Linked DNA regions of Xenopus laevis: region 1 is linked to region 2. The links are chromatin contacts, called in public Hi-C maps. All regions are on one chromosome and are shown on one strand. The core of a region is the stretch at or near the end of the contact, and the rest is flanking DNA. Distances in the headings are between cores, read along the strand shown.

What was found. A called contact is a pair of places that touch in the nucleus more often than the background predicts.
Region 1: a contact with region 2 is called in a Hi-C map of animal cap, with 12 times the contacts expected there. The contact joins the enhancer-like site here to the promoter of adam17.L in region 2. A contact is called at or near these places in 3 of 4 Hi-C or Micro-C datasets (the XL177 cell line, the XTC cell line and animal cap).

The regions. Positions count from the first base shown.
Region 1 is chr5L:148,879,462-148,885,020 of Xenopus_laevis_v10.1, reverse strand. No RefSeq gene overlaps it. Among protein-coding and RNA genes, the nearest start is that of taf1b.L, 19 kb to the left of the region's middle. Within about 2 kb of position 2,535, at least 1 of the 7 cell types and tissues checked has an H3K27ac peak or open chromatin away from gene starts, as enhancers often do.
Region 2 is chr5L:148,755,917-148,761,727 of Xenopus_laevis_v10.1, reverse strand. adam17.L (ADAM metallopeptidase domain 17 L homeolog) reads left to right here and starts at 3,378. Exons shown (of 20, transcript NM_001095661.1): 1 at 3,378-3,483; 2 at 5,136-5,414. The coding sequence starts at 5,282.

The sequences.
Region 1 (5,559 bases), core at 1,286-3,785, 120 kb before region 2:
ACTTATGGTTCACCCATAAGTGTACTTTATAGAATAGCTAATTCTAATCAACTTTGCAACTGGGCTTAATTTTTTTCTTTTTTTATAGTTTTTAATTATTTGCCTTCTTCAGACTTTTTCCAGCTTTTAAATGGGGGTCACTGAGCCCATCTAAAAACAAATGCTCTGTAAGGCTAAAAATTTATTTTTATTGCTACTTTTTATTACTCTTTCTGTTCAGGCCTTAAGTCAATGGGGCAGATTCTCTAAAGGGTGAAGTGGCCAACGTTAGCGTCAATTCGCAGGGACATCGCCAATTCACTAACAGACATAGAGGACAATTCGCTAGTGTACAAGGCCGTAGGGATTCGGCCAGGATTCGGCTGAAACCTTTGCAAATTAGGGGTGGGGAGGGAAATCACATGACTTTTTGTCACAAAACAAGGAACTAAAAAATCTTTTCCCATTCCCACAACCGGGCAGAAGGATTCCGTATCCTGCTCAAAAAGGCAAAATCCTGGCCGAATCCCGACGGTATGTGGCCGAATCTTTCACGAAGGATTCAGGGTTTCGGCCAAATCCAAAATAGTGGATTCGGTGCATCCCTAATTACAATGTTCACACGCAAATGTTTTATTTCATCTTTATAGACTATAACTGTGTTAAAATACATTACTGAGGTGTTTAGTGTCACTCAGTGGAAGAATATATGGAAACAACTGAAGTGATACATAATTCAAAATGTAAATAAAAAAATAATAGTGGGGTGCACCGAATCCAGGATTTGGTTCGGGATTCGGCCCTTTTTCAGCAGGATTCGGTCATATCCTTCTGCCTTCCAAATCCTAATTTGAAAATGAGGGGCAGGGAGGGAAATCGTGTGACTGTTTGTCACAAAACAAGGAAGTAACAAATGTTTTCCCCTTCCCACCCCTAATTTTCATATGCAGATTTGGTTCGGTATTTGGCCGAATCTTTCGAGAAGGATTCGGGGGTTTGGCCGAATCCAAAATAGTGGATTCGGTGCATCCCTTATTCCAACACAGGGAATCTCTGGGAGCAGAAGAAGTGTGTATTTCCCAGTCTGACCCACACCCAACCTAAACCAGCAATGGTCACCCAAATTTTAACCAAACCCACATGACCTGTAGGTAAACCTGCGGGTCCTGTAGGTTTCAGATTACCTGCACATGACTAGAACAGAAAGCTCAGTGACTAGAACAGAAAGCTCACCCATTGAGCTGCCTTTCATTAAACACACCTGGCATGGCAACTTCAGGCTTGCTGGATAAACCATTACGCCAGCCAGACATGGCTTCTTTAAAGTAAAATTCAACACTTTACCAAAAAAAACCCTGCCCCTTCAGGGAAATGCCCCTTACTTTTTACTTACCACTCATCACAGATTCAGGCATCGGAGTTCACTGCAGCCATCTTCCGGGTCTTCATGTATTCTTCCGACACTTCGGCAATTTCTGTCCATTTCGGCGCACGTGCAGTTGATGCAAACCGGTAATTTGCTCTAACTGCCCATGCGCCGCTTCGCCGGTCTCCGTCTCATCTTACCGAAGACCCGGAAGATGGCTGCGGTGAACTCTGATGCCTGGATCTGCGCTGAAAGGGTACCGAAAAAGTTAGGGGCATTTCCCCGGGGGGCAGTTAGACTGGGGGGGAGGGGAGTTTATGTGGGGTGGGGGGTAGGGGTTTTGTTGGTCGGCCTCATGTCTGGGTGACCCCTGGGCAAATGCCTATTTATTAAAGGCAACCCCCCCAGAATGAATGCCTAACCAATAGTTTATGTCCTATTAAGTGGCCTATTGAAAATTCTTACTAAACTGGAATATAGATGAGCCCCCATTTTATGATATTCTCTGTGCTGCCTCAGAGATCACCTGACCAGAAATACTGCAGCTCTAACTGTAACAGGAAGAAGTGTGGAAGCAAAAGTCAGAACTTTGTGCAGTAATTGGCCCATGTGACCTAACATGTATGTGTGCCCTTGGTTTCTTTGTGTGCACCGTGAATCGTAGGATCCCAGAGGGCGGCCCTTATTTCTTAAAATGGCAATTTTCAATTTAGAATTACCCAATGGTACATACTAATAAAAAAGTATATTTCATGAAAATGGTTTATTGAGATGAAGCAGGGTTATGCATATGAGCTGTTTTTTCCTATACATTTTATAGAGACCTGCATTGTTTGGGGGTATAGTTTTTCTTTAAAACAGCCCCGCAACCAGGCCACCATACAACACACTGGCTACCGGAGCATCCCAGAGTGTCCTGAGGAGAGTCTGTGTAGCTTGTGTTTTCCCTGCAATGCATGGTTAAAAAATGCTAGTCAATTCCCATTATCACCATGGTAGCATGCAGCAAAATATATGTGTACAATGTATAGTGACATATGGAACAGGGATTCATCATTTCCTGTCTCTTCCTACTGAAGCGTCAGAGCAGCACACACACAATCTGACAAGCTCCTGCCTGTGCCTGCATCTGCTGAGCCCTGGAGCGGGAATCTGCACTCATAGCTGTTCCACTGAGTAGCAGCAGTAGGGCAGCCCCAGTCTTTCTGTTCTGCATGCTTCACACACTAACACCAGGCTCCTCTAGTGAGTGTCCTAGACTCACAGCAGACAGAGAAAATCTGTCCTGTTTCCATGGTTACTGTGCAGCACCATCCTAGATGGAGGATTCCATTAAGAGCATAAGCTCATGCATATAATTAAAATAACATAATAATAGTAGTAAAGGGCGTACATTCCCCAGCCCCAGGTGTACCCTCAAAATCACATGAAAAGGGAGCTACTATTATGAACCCTCCCTTGAGATGAATTTAGGGAAGATCCATAAAAGGGTTGAATGCCAGAGTAGGAGATGTAGCCTGGAAAGCACACTACAAATGAACCTGCTGACTAGGCAGGCAGCCTATAGTAATATCTTTAATAATTAACTCTGGGAATGGAGTGTGACTGTGGGATAGTAGGGAGAGCTGGTGCCTATAGTAACAGTGGATAATAGTCTCTGGGAAGGGAGTGTGACTGTGGGATAGCAGGTATAGTAGGGAGAGGTGGTGCCTATAGTAACAGTGGGATAATAGTCTCTGGGAAGGGAGTGTGACTGTGGGATAGCAGGTATAGTAGGGAGAGATGGTGCCTATAGTAACAGTGGATAATAGTCTCTGGGAAGGGACTGTGGCTGTGGGATAGCAGCTATAGTAGGGAGAGATGGTGCCTATAATAACAGTGGGATAATAGTCTCTGGGAAGGGAGTGTGACTGTGGGATAGTAGGTATAGTAGGGAGAGATGGTGCCTATAGTAACAGTGGGATAATAATCTCTTGGAAGGGAGTGTGACTGTGGGATAGCAGGTATAGTAGGGAGAGATGGTGCCTATAGTAACAGTGGATAAAAGTCTCTGGGAAGGGAGTGTGACTGTGGGATAACAGGTATAGTAGGGAGAGATGGTGCCTATAGTAACAGTGGGATAATAGTCTCTGGGAAGGGAGTGTGACTGTGGGATAGTAGGTATAGTAGGGAGAGATGGTGCCTATAGTAACAGTGGGATAATAATCTCTTGGAAGGGAGTGTGACTGTGGGATAGCACGTATAGTAGGGAGAGATGGTGCCTATAGATACAGTGGATAAACGTCTCTGGGAATGGAGTGTGACTGTGGGATAGCAGGTATAGTAGAGAGAGATGGTGCCTATAGTAACAGTGGTATAATAGTATCTGGGAAGGGAGTGTGACTGTGGGATAGCAGGTATAGTAGGGAGAGATGGTGCCTATAGTAACAGTGGATAAAAGTCTCTGGGAAGGGAGTGTGACTGTGGGATAGCAGGTATAGTGGGGAGAGATGGTGCCTATAGTAACAGTGGATAATAGTCTCTGGGAAGGGAGAGTGACTGTCGGATAGCAGGTATAGTAGGGAGAGATGGTGCCTATAGTAACAGTGGATAATAGTCTCTGGGAAGGGAGTGTGGCTGTGGGATAGCAGGTATAGTAGGGAGAGATGGTGCCTATAGTAACAGTGGATAATAGTCTCTGGAAGGGACTGTGGCTGTGGGATAGCAGGTATAGTAGGGAGAGATGGTGCCTATAGTAACAGTGGATAATAGTCTCTGGGAAGGGAGTGTGACTGTGGGATAGCAGGTATAGTAGGGAGAGATGGTGCCTATAGTAACAGTGGATAATAGTCTCTGGGAAGGGAGTGTGACTGTGGGATAACAGGTATAGTAGGGAGAGATGGTGCCTGTAGTAACAGTGGGATAATAATCTCTGGGAAGGGAGTGTGACTGTGGGATAACAGGTATAGTAGGGAGAGATAGTGCCTATAGTAACAGTGGGATAATAGTCTCTGGGAAGGGAGTGTGACTGTGGGATAGCAGGTATAGTAGGGAGAGATGGTGTCTATAGTAACAGTGGGATAATAATCTCTGGGAAGGGAGTGTGACTGTGGGATAGCAGGTATAGTAGGGAGAGATGGTGCCTATAGTAACAGTGGATAAAAGTCTCTGGGAAGGGAGTGTGACTGTGGGATAGCAGGTATAGTAGAGAGAGATGGTGCCTATAGTAACAGTGGATAAAAGTCTCTGGGAAGGGAGTGTGACTGTGGGATAGTAGGTATAGTAGGTAGCGATGGTGCCTATAGTATCATATAGTCTCTGCAATTAAACTCTAGCTGTGATAAGGAATAATAGTCCCTGATAAGGGATTCTAGGACATCAGGTATAATATGTGATGATGGCAACGATTCACAGTTTAAAAGCAATAGAGTTTGGGGACTACTGTATTATGTTTAAGCTTCCTTAGTAAGGGCCATGACCATATGCCACTTGTAGCAGGACAGAATGTTTATATATTGGAAACAATGTGTCTGTCACCAGTGTATGTATATTGGAAATGTCCTATGAATTATATTTTTTTTCATTGTGTAAAAAGCAGTTTTTGGGTGGACTTCCCCTTTAACCATTAGCACTGCAGGATTTTCACACAGCCGCGCTGCTATTAATTCATTCCTCTCAGCATGTAACTACAGTTCCCTGTATTTTGCTTTAGGTACACTTCATGCTGTCTTTCCAAGAATTTCATAAAAAAGGTGCGTCAGAAGAAAATAGTTTTTCCATTACAGTCAAAATTGGAGACTTCTGAGGTTCAGTCGTGATTTTTCATTGCCCTAATACTAAAAGTCAATGTAGTCTGTAGAATGTATTGAAAATGAATGCAATTGGCAGGTGCTCCGTTACCCACTCTGCTCTGACAACCTGCATACAGATTACTCACTGTTCCCAACACCCTAAAATATATTGTAAAAAACAGCGTGACAATGGCAATTACAGAGACTAAATGAAAGGAGGTTTGATCATCAACATAGCAAGGGTTTCTTTGTTGTTACACAACCATTGAGGTTATGGAATTCCCTGCTAAGGAGAGGTGGAGAAATGGTTTTCATTGGTGAGGTACAAAAATTAAGGATGGGTCAAATCCTCTATTTTGGGTTTAGACCAGTCTCAGAATCCTTTGTGAATGATTCGGCCAAATACTGAACTGAATACAACCCCTAATATGTATATGGCCGGAA
Region 2 (5,811 bases), core at 2,129-4,628:
AACTATATAAGAATATTTTTTTTATTTTGCACAGCCTATATATCTTTCCAGTTTTTGCCGAACTGTTCCTTTAAGTGGTGGACAAAACCCATTGTGACCAAGGGAGTTCCTTGGATCATAGTCTACAAGGTGGTTCTTCCCAACGATGCCAGCAGGCAAGGGTGGGGGACAACTCTGTAGCAAAGAGACTGGCAATGTGCCTGGTCTCAACAAGAGGCAAACTTTTTTCCAATCACCAGAGCTCCTGGATGTTTGGAAAGTGTCAGACTGGCCAGACCCCCTCTCTCCATTTTGAAATCCTCCACAAAAAAAAAATTGGCGCTGCGCAGCACCACCTGTGCATGCGCCGTTCGCAGCAGCGTGCCTGGGCGCCGGCTGCGCTTAACAGTAGGGGCAGGGAGGCCGGAGGGGGGCCCTGGACAAGCAGTCCCGGTGGGCCCTTCAGCCCCCCATTCTGACCCTGCCTGAAGGCAACAGCTAAACTTACCAAACAGGTAGTATTAAAGACATTCACCACAGTGGGATTCCATATAAACAAGCAAGGAGGAACATGCAGTCCCAGTCCTGTTCTCTATAACCCCCTATGATGCCTCCACCTCCTTCATGTGTATAACACTTCTCCATGTCTTCTCTACGTCTCTCCTAGCAATCTTTTTTATTATAATTTATATGCTCTTTTTTCTTGTGCTTTTTTAACCTCTCTATTTGCCTGCAGGAAGGTAGAGGAGCAAAAGAAAGCTCTGGTATTACAATAAAAAAGTTCCAGGATTCAAAACTCTTGCCTCCCCCCCTAAGGGGATACTATTTCACAGAAATGAAGCAGTGGAGGGATACTGTCCCTACACAACCCTCCCCAATGCCTGAAGGAAATCTAAAAATTCTTACCTGCAAATTGCATTTCCTTCAGGTCCCCTCCGGCAACACAGAGATTTTCTCCCAAATAAAGTACTGTTCCTTGAGCAAAGCAGCCTGCAGTGTCTTGGTCTTTATTATTATAATACACTGGGGATAGCAGGGAGGGGTAGTATTTAATTAAAAAAAAAGGAATTTGGATTTCATGTTTAATTTGAAAAGGACTTTTATTATACAGCTTTTTATGTCTGGGTGACAGGTCCACTTTAAGGGCATGACTAAGCTGTAAATAAAATACATGTGAAAATGGAAGTCTACATGTTTTTAGAGATGCATTCGACCATTCTATAGGGGTGACTTTTAAAGGGGAACTATTGCAAAAATGAATATGTAATATAAGGCTTCATCCGTCTGTGAATCAAAGTAAGAAACTTTCCAAATAATTATCAATCAATATTATTATTACAAATTCTGTAACAATCAAGTTCATCTTCACCATTCCCCTCTAAGCATCTGTCGCTCCTCATTCTCTTCTCATGCATGATTCATTTGTACTGTCATCCTCTCACTCCTCTGACTCTCTCATCTACTGAGACTGTCACCCTCTTGCCCCTCCGACTCTCTCATCTACTAAGACTGTCACCCTCTCACTCCTCTGACTGTCACCACTGTCCGACTCTCACATACTGAGACTGTCACCCTCTTGCCCCTCTGACTCTCATCTACTGAGTCTGTCACCCTCTTGCCCCTCCGACTCTCTCATCTACTGAGACTGTCACCCTCTCACTCCTTTGACTCTCATCTACTGAGACTGTCACCTTCTTGCCCCTCCGACTCTCTCATCTACTGAGACTGTCACCCTCTTGCCCCTCCGACTCTCTCATCTACTGATACTGTCACCCTCTTGCCCCTCTGACTCTCATCTACTGAGTCTGTCACCCTCTTGCCCCTCTGACTCTCTCATCTACTGAGACTGTCACCCTCTCACTCCTCCGACTCTCTCATCTACTGAGACTGTCACCCTCTTGCCCCTCCGACTCTCTCATCTAATGAGACTGTCACCCTCTCACTCCTCTGACTCTCATCTACTGAGACTGTCACCCTCTCACTCCTCCGACTCTCATCTACTGAGACTGTCACCCTCTCACTCCTCCGACTCTCATCTACTGAGACTGTCACCCTCTTGTCCCTCCGACTCTCTCATCTACTAAGACTGTCACCCTCTCATTCCTCTGACTCTCATCTACTGAGACTGTCACCCTCTGACTCCTCTGACTCTCATTTACTGAGACTGTCACCCTCTCACTCCTCTGACTCTTATCTACTGAGACTGTCACCCTCTCACTCCTCCGACTCTCATCTACTGAGACTGTCACCCTCTCACTCCTCTGACTCTCATCTACTGAGACTGTCACCCTCTCACTCCTCTGACTCTCATCTACTAAGACTGTCACCCTCTCATTCCTCTGACTCTCATCTACTGAAACTGTCACCCTCTCACTCCTCTGACTCTCATCTACTGAGACTGTCATCCTCTCACTCCTCCGACTCTCATCTACTGAGACTGTCACCCTCTCACTCCTCTGACTCTCATCTACTGAGACTGTCACCCTCTCACTCCTCCGACTCTCATCTACTGAGACTGTCACCCTCTCACTCCTCCTACTCTCATCTACTGAGACTGTCACCCTCTCACTCCTCCGACTCTCATCTACTGAGACTGTCACCCTCTCACTCCTCCGACTCTCTCATCTACTGAGACTGTCTTGGGGGGGGGGGGGGTTGCTGCTTTACCTAGAATATGTACTATTAGTGCTCACTCTTTCAAAATCACCAGAAATCCACTCAGTCTATACATTCATTTGTACTGGTCAGTTGTTCTATTTGTTTTTTGTTTGTGCTGGATTCAGTTATTTCAGAGAGCTCTGATACATCTGCTATAAAAGAGACCCCACACCCAAAAGTAGATCTGTCAATCAAACTGACACCCAACTCCTGCATGAAGAGTGACAGATGCTGAAAGGGGGACAGTGAAGAGTAAATTGATTTCAGAAACGGAACAGAATTTTGTTATTTTATTTAGTATGTTTTTTTTATTTCAGAGTGATGAAGCTTCTATTTTAAATTAAATTTTTAAGAAAACAGTCCGTGTTGGGGGCATGGTGTTTAGAGCTTAGTCACTAGGCCTGGGCTTTTGTTGCCTGACCACAAATCCAGGCCAGAGACTGTATTCTTCAAAATAAGGAGCAGACTAAAAAGATGACTTTTGGTCTATGTAACTCAGTCTTCTTCTAAATGACCCCTTCTTCAGTCTATAAACTGCTCTAAAGCTGGAATATGGAGGGCACACGTGACCAATGGCCATGCTTGAAAGAAAATCATTGGGCTTCTCACAAAAAACACCGGACCTCATGTTCATTTCCCACAAGGCGGCATTACAAGCAGCAACACGAAGCGTGTGATGTGACGTCATAGTCTCGCGAGATGAGAGTAGTGACGCCTGGATTAGCTGCCCGGCAGGAATCCAGAAACTGGACGGTAAGGGCGCTGCGGGACTTTTAAACAACGATCCGGGACTGCGGGCTGTGTTAGGAGCATCGGAACTGTCCTGGGTAGAGGAATTATTGGGCGGTATGAAATTCTCTCATCTTTTACTTTTATTTACATCCTCTCACTCTCTCATCTACTGAGACTGTCACCCTCTTGCTCCTCCGACTCTCTCATCTACTGAGACTGTCACCCTCTCACTCCTCTGACTCTCTCATCTACTGAGACTGTCACTCTCTCACTCCTCTGACTCTCATCTACTGAGACTGTCACTCTCTCATCTACTGAGACTGTCACTCTCTCACTCCTCTGACTCTCATCTACTGAGACTGTCACTCTCTCACTCCTCTGACTCTCATCTACTGAGACTGTCACCCTCTCACTCCTCTGACTCTCATCTACTGAGACTGTCACTCTCTCACTCCTCTGACTCTCTCATCTACTGAGACTGTCACCCTCTCACTCCTTCAACTCTCTCATCTACTGAGACTGTCACCCTCTCACTCCTCTGACTCTCTCATCTACTGAGACTGTCACCCTCTCACTCCTCTGACTCTCTCATCTACTGAGACTGTCACCCTCTCACTCCTCTGACTCTCTCATCTACTGAGACTGTCACCCTCTCACTCCTCTGACTCTCTCATCTACTGAGACTGTCACCCTCTCACTCCTCTGACTCTCTCATCTACTGAGACTGTCACCCTCTCACTCCTCTGACTCTCTCATCTACTGAGACTGTCACCCTCTCACTCCTCTGACTCTCTCATCTACTGAGACTGTCACCCTCTCACTCCTCCAACTCTCTCATCTACTGAGACTGTCACCCTCTCACTCCTCTCACTCCTCTGACTCTCATCTACTGAGACTGTCACCCTCTCACTCCTCTGACTCTCTCATCTACTGAGACTGTCACCCTCTCACTCCTCCAACTCTCTCATCTACTGAGACTGTCACCCTCTCACTCCTCTGACTCTCTCATCTACTGAGACTGTCACCCTCTCACTCCTCTGACTCTCTCATCTACTGAGACTGTCACCCTCTCACTCCTTCAACTCTCTCATCTACTGAGACTGTCACCCTCTCACTCCTCTGACTCTCTCATCTACTGAGACTGTCACCCTCTCACTCCTCCAACTCTCTCATCTACTGAGACTGTCACCCTCTCACTCCTCTGACTCTCTCATCTACTGAGACTGTCACCCTCTCACTCCTCTGACTCTCTCATCTACTGAGACTGTCACCCTCTCACTCCTCTGACTCTCTCATCTACTGAGACTGTCACCCTCTCACTCCTCTGACTCTCTCATCTACTGAGACTGTCACCCTCTCACTCCTCTGACTCTCTCATCTACTGAGACTGTCACCCTCTCACTCCTCTGACTCTCTCATCTACTGAGACTGTCACCCTCTCACTCCTCTGACTCTCTCATCTACTGAGACTGTCACCCTCTCACTCCTCTGACTCTCTCATCTACTGAGACTGTCACCCTCTCACTCCTCCAACTCTCTCATCTACTGAGACTGTCACCCTCTCACTCCTCTCACTCCTCTGACTCTCATCTACTGAGACTGTCACCCTCTCACTCCTCTGACTCTCATCTACTGAGACTGTCACCCTCTCACTCCTCTGACTCTCCCATCTTCTACTTAACATATATAAGTTACAAACTTTCTTTTTAATGATTTTAAGGCGTGAGAGTATGGACCTAATGTTATTTGTTCTCCACTTTAATCAGGTTATAGAGCCGGTGAAATGAATGAATGAAGAAGGACTATTTTATCATTCGGCTACAATCAGAAACTTGGATTATGCTGTGGGATCTGTGACTCTTTGATCCTAGAGAGTTCTGTGTGTGTTCTACCAGCGGTCCTTACAAATAAAATGAAGACTCTAAGGCCTTTGGGTCGGCTGAGTCTGGTTGAAGTTGTGCTTGTTTTGCTTCTTTGTCTGGCGGGGGCTGAAGCTGAGCACATTCCATATGGTAACCAGAAAGAGATGCCTGCCAAACATCAAGGTAAGTGGAGTCATCCTGCCATTGGAAGTGATAGAAACAACATCCTGGAAGCAAAAAAATCTAAATGCATGTAAGTACAGGTATAGGACCTGTTATACAGAATGCTCGGGACCTGGGGTTTTACGGATAAAGGATCTTTCTGTAATTTGGATTGTCATACTAGAAAATCTTATAAACATTAAATAAACCCAATAGGCTGGTTTTGCTTCCAATAAGAATGAATTATATCTTAGTTGGGATCAAGTACAAGCTACTGTTTTATTATTGCAAAGAAAAAGGAAATAATTTTCAAAAAAATTTGGATTATTTTGATAAAATGGAGTCTATGGGAAAGGCGTTTTTCCGTAATTCGGAGCTTTCTGGAGAACCAGGTTTCCGGATAATGGGTTTCATACCT